2 separate regions of the Mus musculus genome follow, and region 1 is linked to region 2. Evidence: chromatin contacts called from public HiChIP or PLAC-seq data. All regions are on one chromosome and are shown on one strand. The core of a region is the stretch at or near the end of the contact, and the rest is flanking DNA. Distances in the headings are between cores, read along the strand shown. Region 1 holds the start of Scube3 (signal peptide, CUB domain, EGF-like 3). Region 2 holds the start of Nudt3 (nudix (nucleotide diphosphate linked moiety X)-type motif 3).

Region 1 (3,111 bases), core at 297-2,796, 520 kb after region 2:
TCGCCCGCGCCATCTCTCGCATTGTACAAGGGGCCTCGAGGGTTCCTCTTCCTGGCTTTCCAGGGGCAGCGTCCCCTCAGCATCCTCTGGCCCAATAAACCCATCCTCCTTTTCTAGCTGGGGAAACTGAGGTCAATCGAGATGGGACCGGAAGCCAAGAGGCTTCTCAGGAGCTGGAACTGGGAAGTCAAAGCCTCTTTCTCTGTTCGTTCTCTTACCCTTTCATTTAATCCCTGCTAAAGGGAGGGCTCAACTCTTCTCCAGGGTAGGCAGGCGTCTGCTTACAGAGCCCACCCCCACCCCAGCTGAAGCCCGCTGCCAATGCCAAGGGTTTGAGGACTGAGTCATCTTTAGGGAGACCTTGGTCATTGCCCAGTTTTCCTGGGTACCCTGGGATTTTTTTTTTTTTTCCTGCACAAAATTGGCTCTGAAGCAGGCAGGACTCTGAGGCCTGGTACAATTGGCTCAGAGCGACTAAAGGGATAGGGGGAAAGGGGACAGTGTCCAGGACCCAGGGGAACTTGCTCCATCGGCAGAGTGTCTCTACTTTAAACCTAATCTCTGCTGCCAGTGAGGTTAGCACTGGAAGCCGGTTTGGAGAGATTGTACAGAGCCTTTGTGTGTGCCAAAGATGATCGTGGGGTAGCTTCTACCGGTGTGCTGAGCACTAGACAGTGCATATGGGAGCCACGCCGAGAAGGGCGTCTCAGCGGGCTACCTTCAACGCCCACAGAGCCTGCCCTTGGAGCCGGGCAGTTTTAGCCAGGACTCATCTGAGTATGAGGATTGTGTCCAGAGGGTGGGAGTGACTTTAGGGCTAAAGGTTCGGAGGACGTTCCTTGGACCGGAGTCCCAGCCCATCTCTGTTCCGAGGTGCAGCCCTTCCAAGCTTTCTCGACACCTCGCGCCCTCTTTGTCTCCCCGCCGAGGTGCGCGTGCAGACCTTCGCCGTTCGGCCCTCCTGACGTGCGAGCGCGGGGGGCGCACCCTCGGCTCCCCCGCTAGCTCCCCACAGGGAACGAGCGGACGAGCCGGAGCCCCGGTGCTGTTTGGTCTGGAGCGGAGCGGGGGCTTGCATTGATCCATTGATTGTGCGCGGTCTGCGCCTGACCTCCCTGCTCCCGGGGAAGCCGTCTCCATGGAGACCGGGCCCGCTCCCCCAGCGCCGGATTGTAAATTCCTGCAGGCAGCGGCCCGGCAGCCTGGGGAGGGGGCCGCGCGCCCGGGCGCGCAGGGGGAGCGGCCGCCACGCCGAGGCCCCCTTTGAAAGAAAAAAAAAAAAGGGCACGAAAAAGGAGGTGGAGGAGGAGGAGGACGGAGAGGAGAAGCAGGAGGGGCAGTGGGAAGGGGAGGAGGAAGAAAACGAAAAGGAGCAAGGAGAGGAGGAGAAAGAGGAGGAGGAGGAGGAGAAAGGCGAAGAAAAACAGACGGAGCCCGGGAGACGAGAAAGCAAGGGAGGAAGAAAGAGGCAGAAAGGGCGTGTTTAGGCGCTACGTCTCCCCTCCCCTTTCTCAGGTCCCAGCTCCGGCTCTGCGCGCTCGCTCTCAGGCTACAGCTCCCCGCGGGCGAAGCTGGGCGTCGGGTGCGATAGCCCGGGCCGCCCCTCGGGCCGCCGCCCCGCGCCTGCCCGCGTTCCCCACCGCGCGCTCCCCACGCCCAGCCCGGAGCCTCCGCGGGGCGCCTTCCAGTCCCCTCCCCCTCCTCCTCGCGCCCTCCCCGGGGCTGCGACACCCCCGCGGCCCCGCCGCGCGGAGCTCCAGGCCATGGGCTCGGGGCGCGTCCCCGGGCTCTGCCTGCTCCTCCTGCTGGTCCACGCGCGCGCCGCCCAGCATGGCAAAGCTGCGCAAGGTAAGGGAGGCGCGGTGCGGGATTGTGGGGCGGCGGGGCGGCGGGACAGAGGGGCGGCGGGACGGCGGGGCCCGAGCCACCAGGGCAGGTGTCTAGAAGTGCGTGGCTGTCAGGACCCGGCCCTGTGCCCCCCGACTCTTCGGCCAGTGGGGCACAGGGACGCTAGACCTCGGGGCGCTGCGCGACAGGCAATAGCGCCTGGGGAGGGGGGCGGCCAGCAGAAAGGAGCATGCATGCACTTCTGCCGGCTTCCCTGCCACCATCTAGCATCTTCCTCCGAGGTCAGAGAGAATCTTCTCTCAAACATTGCCAGGGACTCCACTTTGGAGCTTGAGACTGAGGGAAGGAAGTTTTCAACTCTGCTATACGCTTCGTAACCTCCTCCCCTGCCCGCATGAGGCAGAGTCAGGCCGAAATTTCGAAGTTACCGTCTTATCAAGTCGAAGGATGTTAAAGAAAAACACCTCTTTCGCGGTGAAACCGACTGCCTGTCACAGAATAGTAGGAGCAGTAGGAGAAAATGTCTGTGACTGCCTTCTGGCACGAACGTTGCGTTTCTGCCTTTGGGGGGGGGGAATCCCTTTCGTCTCGCATGGCTTTCATTTCTTATCATAATATTTATTTATTAAGGCCTGGGGTTTCCAATTCCATTTAAATCCAGGTTAGAATTGCATTAAAATAACAAAGTAAAATTCCAGGCTGGGAGCTCTGACAGATCCCTCTAGGAATTAGAGGGAGACTGGGAGGCCCTCCTGCCCCGGTCCCTGACCCCGCGCTCCTGGGCCAGCCAGTCCCAAGGCTGCGCTGGCAGAAACCAGGCTGGTGTCCCACAGTTCTCTGGGGACAGCCTCCCCTCCCCCCATTGACCTGCTGTACCCCTCCCCCCACGCTGTCCTCACCCAAAAGAGATTTATATGGACAAAAAGAAAATTCCTCTTAGCAAGATTTTGCCTGGGGAGGTAGATTCTGTCTATTGTCCTGGGGGTTCCTGAAGCCAGCCAGGGATGAAGAGGTGTCTGAGTCAGGAGGAAAGTTGAACTTGGGAGTTGAGGAAGTCGTCGAGTTGTCTGGCAGTCAGTCAGTCGGGTCAGTGTGTCGGGGGCGGGGGGGGGGGGGGGGCGGGCGGGGTGTGTGTGCTGAATCTTAAACTGGGCTATGCCAGCAGCTTTTCACTGTTGGTAGAAGGTGCTAAGCTAACACCTCCCTCCTCGTCCAAAACACTGCCTCTTCCCTTGCCCCCTCAGACCTGTCCATTAACATAAC
Region 2 (3,072 bases), core at 194-2,693:
GCGCGTCTTTCGGGGACCTTTGGTAATGAAGGAAAGTAACAAAGTATACATTTCCAAAACTCCTGTTTTGCAATCCCTCAACAGCACAAAGAATGCTTTCACGGATTTTCTTCAGGCCGTCATTTCATTTAAATTCCCCCTCCTCCTCCTCCTCTTCCTCCTCCTGAGTATCTACCGGACAGTGATTCCTGGTAGTCCATCCTCCCTTTCATCAGAGCCTTTCATAACTAACGGGTCAAGTTCCTGTCGCCCATTTCAACACGATGCACCGTACTGCAGGCTTGCCACCCCAGCCCACCGCCGAGGGCCGGGATAAAACATACTCAGTTTCACTGCCCTTCATTGTTTTCAAGCGAACTGCCATCTTACCACCATGCACACACACGACAGCAATGTGTCCCCACAGGCATTTTATGAATTTCCAAAGCAGCTATTCTTTGTGGATTTACAAACCACGCGCCTTTCATGAATCTCGCTTCATCACCACAGAAACGGCTTTGTGAAGCCGAAAAAAAAATTTTTTTTTAAGTTCCTTAAGGAAAAAGGAACAAGACTCTAAAACGTTCTATTATCCTAGCTTACCCTACGACTCATCCTATTGGGCACAGCAGAGAAACGTCGGGACAGAGATCTTCATAAATACAGCTTTTGATGGTCGTGAAGTGTTCCGGTCAATATGAATAACAACCTCGACGACAACCGTGTCCAGTGCCCTTTCTTTTCAGGCTCCAACCATACGGACTCAGCAGCTCAACGTTAGAATCGAACGGCTGGCCCCGGCTTGTCGCTGCCAGTGCTCGCCCGCAGCCACCTCCCCTCGGCCAGCAGCAACCCTGCGGGGAGGGAGGGAGGGAGGGAGCGGCCCTCCGCTCCGCCACAAAGGCCGGCCTGCGCCCCATGCACGTGTGCCGAGCGCCGAGCTGCCTAGCCACTGCCCCGGGCGAACGGCGGCCAACCCCCGACGGCCCGCCGCGGGATGGCATCCCGCTGCCCCGGGCCCTCTCCACTCCGCTCCCCACCCCCCCTTCTCCCCAGGAAACCCCGTCGGGCGCCGCCGACCCCCGGCAGGGCGCCTCACCTCCTCCTCGCTCTCGCTGCGGAAGCACAGGCACGCGGCCCGCTTCTTGTAGCCGTCGCCGTCGTAGGTGCGGGTCTGGTTCGACTTGAGCTTCATCATCCTCCGGGCCCGGGTGGGGGGTGCCGTGCGGGGCCTCGGAGTCCAGGGAAGGGGAGCCTGCTGCAGGCGGGCGGCCGCGCGCGCGCGCGCCCCAGGCTCGATCGAGAGGGCGGGGAGGAGGGTCTGTGTGTCCGCTACACGGCTCCGCGGCGGGACAGCCTCATTGCCCCCGGCCCAGGCCCTGCGCCGCCGTCACGGCCGCCGTCGCCACCGCCACCGCCCCCTCTACCGCCGCCGCCCCCGACGACGACCGCGCCGCCATTTTGGACGCGCTGCGTCAGCTGCGTAAGGCACGCGGGCTCGCCGGACGGCCGCGCGTGCGCAGCGCGGACGGCGTTCCGGAATCGCGCCCGGCGCGGGAGAGCGTCTGCACTGAAGGCCGCGGAAGCTGGCGCGGCTGCTACGCAGACAGCGTAGGGCTGGGGATGGCGGAAGCCGGGTGAGGCGCGGCGCGTGGGCACCACCCGCGACCCCACGGTCCCGGGCGCCGCTGGGCAGAGAGCAGGGGCCCGCCCAAGGTCACCGGCTGAGCGGCCCAGCCCGATCCAAGGTCGCGCCGCTCAGATGACAGGGAGAGTGACAGCGCCGCTCTGCTGTCCCTCGCCGCAGACTGTCAACCTTAGCTGCTGGGGATCAGGAGTGGGGCGGGGCGGGGCTGCTCTTTGCGGTCAGTTGGTAGCTGTCTGGACATATGTGCGTCCTGCAGCCATTTGTGCAAAAAAGGCAAAAGCTGCCACTTGCCTGGCGACATGCTTGAGGGACTGGGTTCGAACCTCAGCACTGCAAAAAAGAAAATAAAAAAGGAAGGAAAGAAAAGAGAGAACGCCATCCTCTTAAACAGGAGCAGAAAGGGAGAGACTGTAAGAGTGTGCACAGCACACGTACGTAAATCATGAAATATGGTTTCTGGCCGTGACTATAACACTGGGATGACCCTCTTAGAGGACGTGAAAGTGGGCTACAGCGTTCCTGCAACAAAACGGGCACCATTACCGTGTGCTAAACGTTTAGAAAATTCTGTCAAGATATTCAAGATTTATAAATAAATCCCAAAGCGCACAGCGTACGTTTGTGGGGACAGGTGTGTGCGCCATGATTGCTTCTGTGAGGTCAGAGGGCAACTTAAACGAATCCATTTTCTCCCACCACAGAGGACCAGGAGACTGAATTTAAGTGGTCAGGCCTGGCTGCAAATGACCTTTCTGGGATATCTGACGGGTCCCCGTTACCTGTTTTAATCATCTTGTATGTAGTATACTTCATTAATAATCTAGAGGGGCCCAAGAGATGTGTCAGTTTAAAAGGGCACTGGCCATGGAGCCTGACCACCTGAGCTAGATCCCTGGCACACATAGCGAAAGGAGAGAACCAACTCCCACAAGCTTCACCGCTACATGTGCTCTATGACATATGTGTCCACACATATTCTAACTTCTTTAAAAACTAAATGAAGGGGCTGGAGGGATGGCTCAGTGATTAAGAACACTGGCTGTTCTTCCAGAGGACCCTGATTCAATTCCCAGTATATGGTAGTTCACATGGTACCATACAGAGTAGCTCACAACTGTCTGTTGGCTCCTTCACACAGATATATATACAGCCAAAACACCAATAAAGTAAAAATGTAAAAAGTCTGGCTGAAAAGGTGCCTCAGGGATAGGAGCGCCTGAAAATGTCCAAGTGTCCAGGAAGCAGAAAGCACTGGGCGTTATCAGTAATAGCTAAATACAATTTAAAACTGAAATTTGCCTAGTTTGTATGAAACTCTAGATTCCAAATTAACTAGGCAATGGCAGTAATCCAAGCACTGTGGAGACAGAGGCAGGAAAATCAAGAATTCAAGGCCATCTGTGGTTACACAGCAAGTTTGAGGTTAGCCTAGGCTACATGAAACC

The links. HiChIP or PLAC-seq counts read pairs in DNA pulled down with a chosen protein or histone mark.
Region 1: an H3K4me3 HiChIP or PLAC-seq map of embryonic limb bud shows a contact between it and region 2, with 3 times the contacts expected there. The contact joins the promoter of Scube3 here to the promoter of Nudt3 in region 2. A contact is called at or near these places in 4 of 39 promoter capture datasets (the SN4741 cell line, cranial neural crest, hippocampal neurons and 1 more), 4 of 115 datasets of contacts at active chromatin or transcription factors (T-cell acute lymphoblastic leukemia, embryonic limb bud, embryonic stem cells and 1 more) and 1 of 9 other capture datasets (pancreatic islet).

The regions. Positions count from the first base shown.
Region 1 is chr17:28,140,763-28,143,873 of GRCm38.p6, forward strand. It overlaps Scube3 (signal peptide, CUB domain, EGF-like 3), which reads left to right and starts at 1,547. Exons shown (of 22, transcript NM_001004366.2): 1 at 1,547-1,848. The coding sequence starts at 1,764.
Region 2 is chr17:27,622,009-27,625,080 of GRCm38.p6, forward strand. Nudt3 (nudix (nucleotide diphosphate linked moiety X)-type motif 3) reads right to left here and starts at 1,444. Exons shown (of 5, transcript NM_019837.2): 1 at 1,079-1,444. The coding sequence starts at 1,177.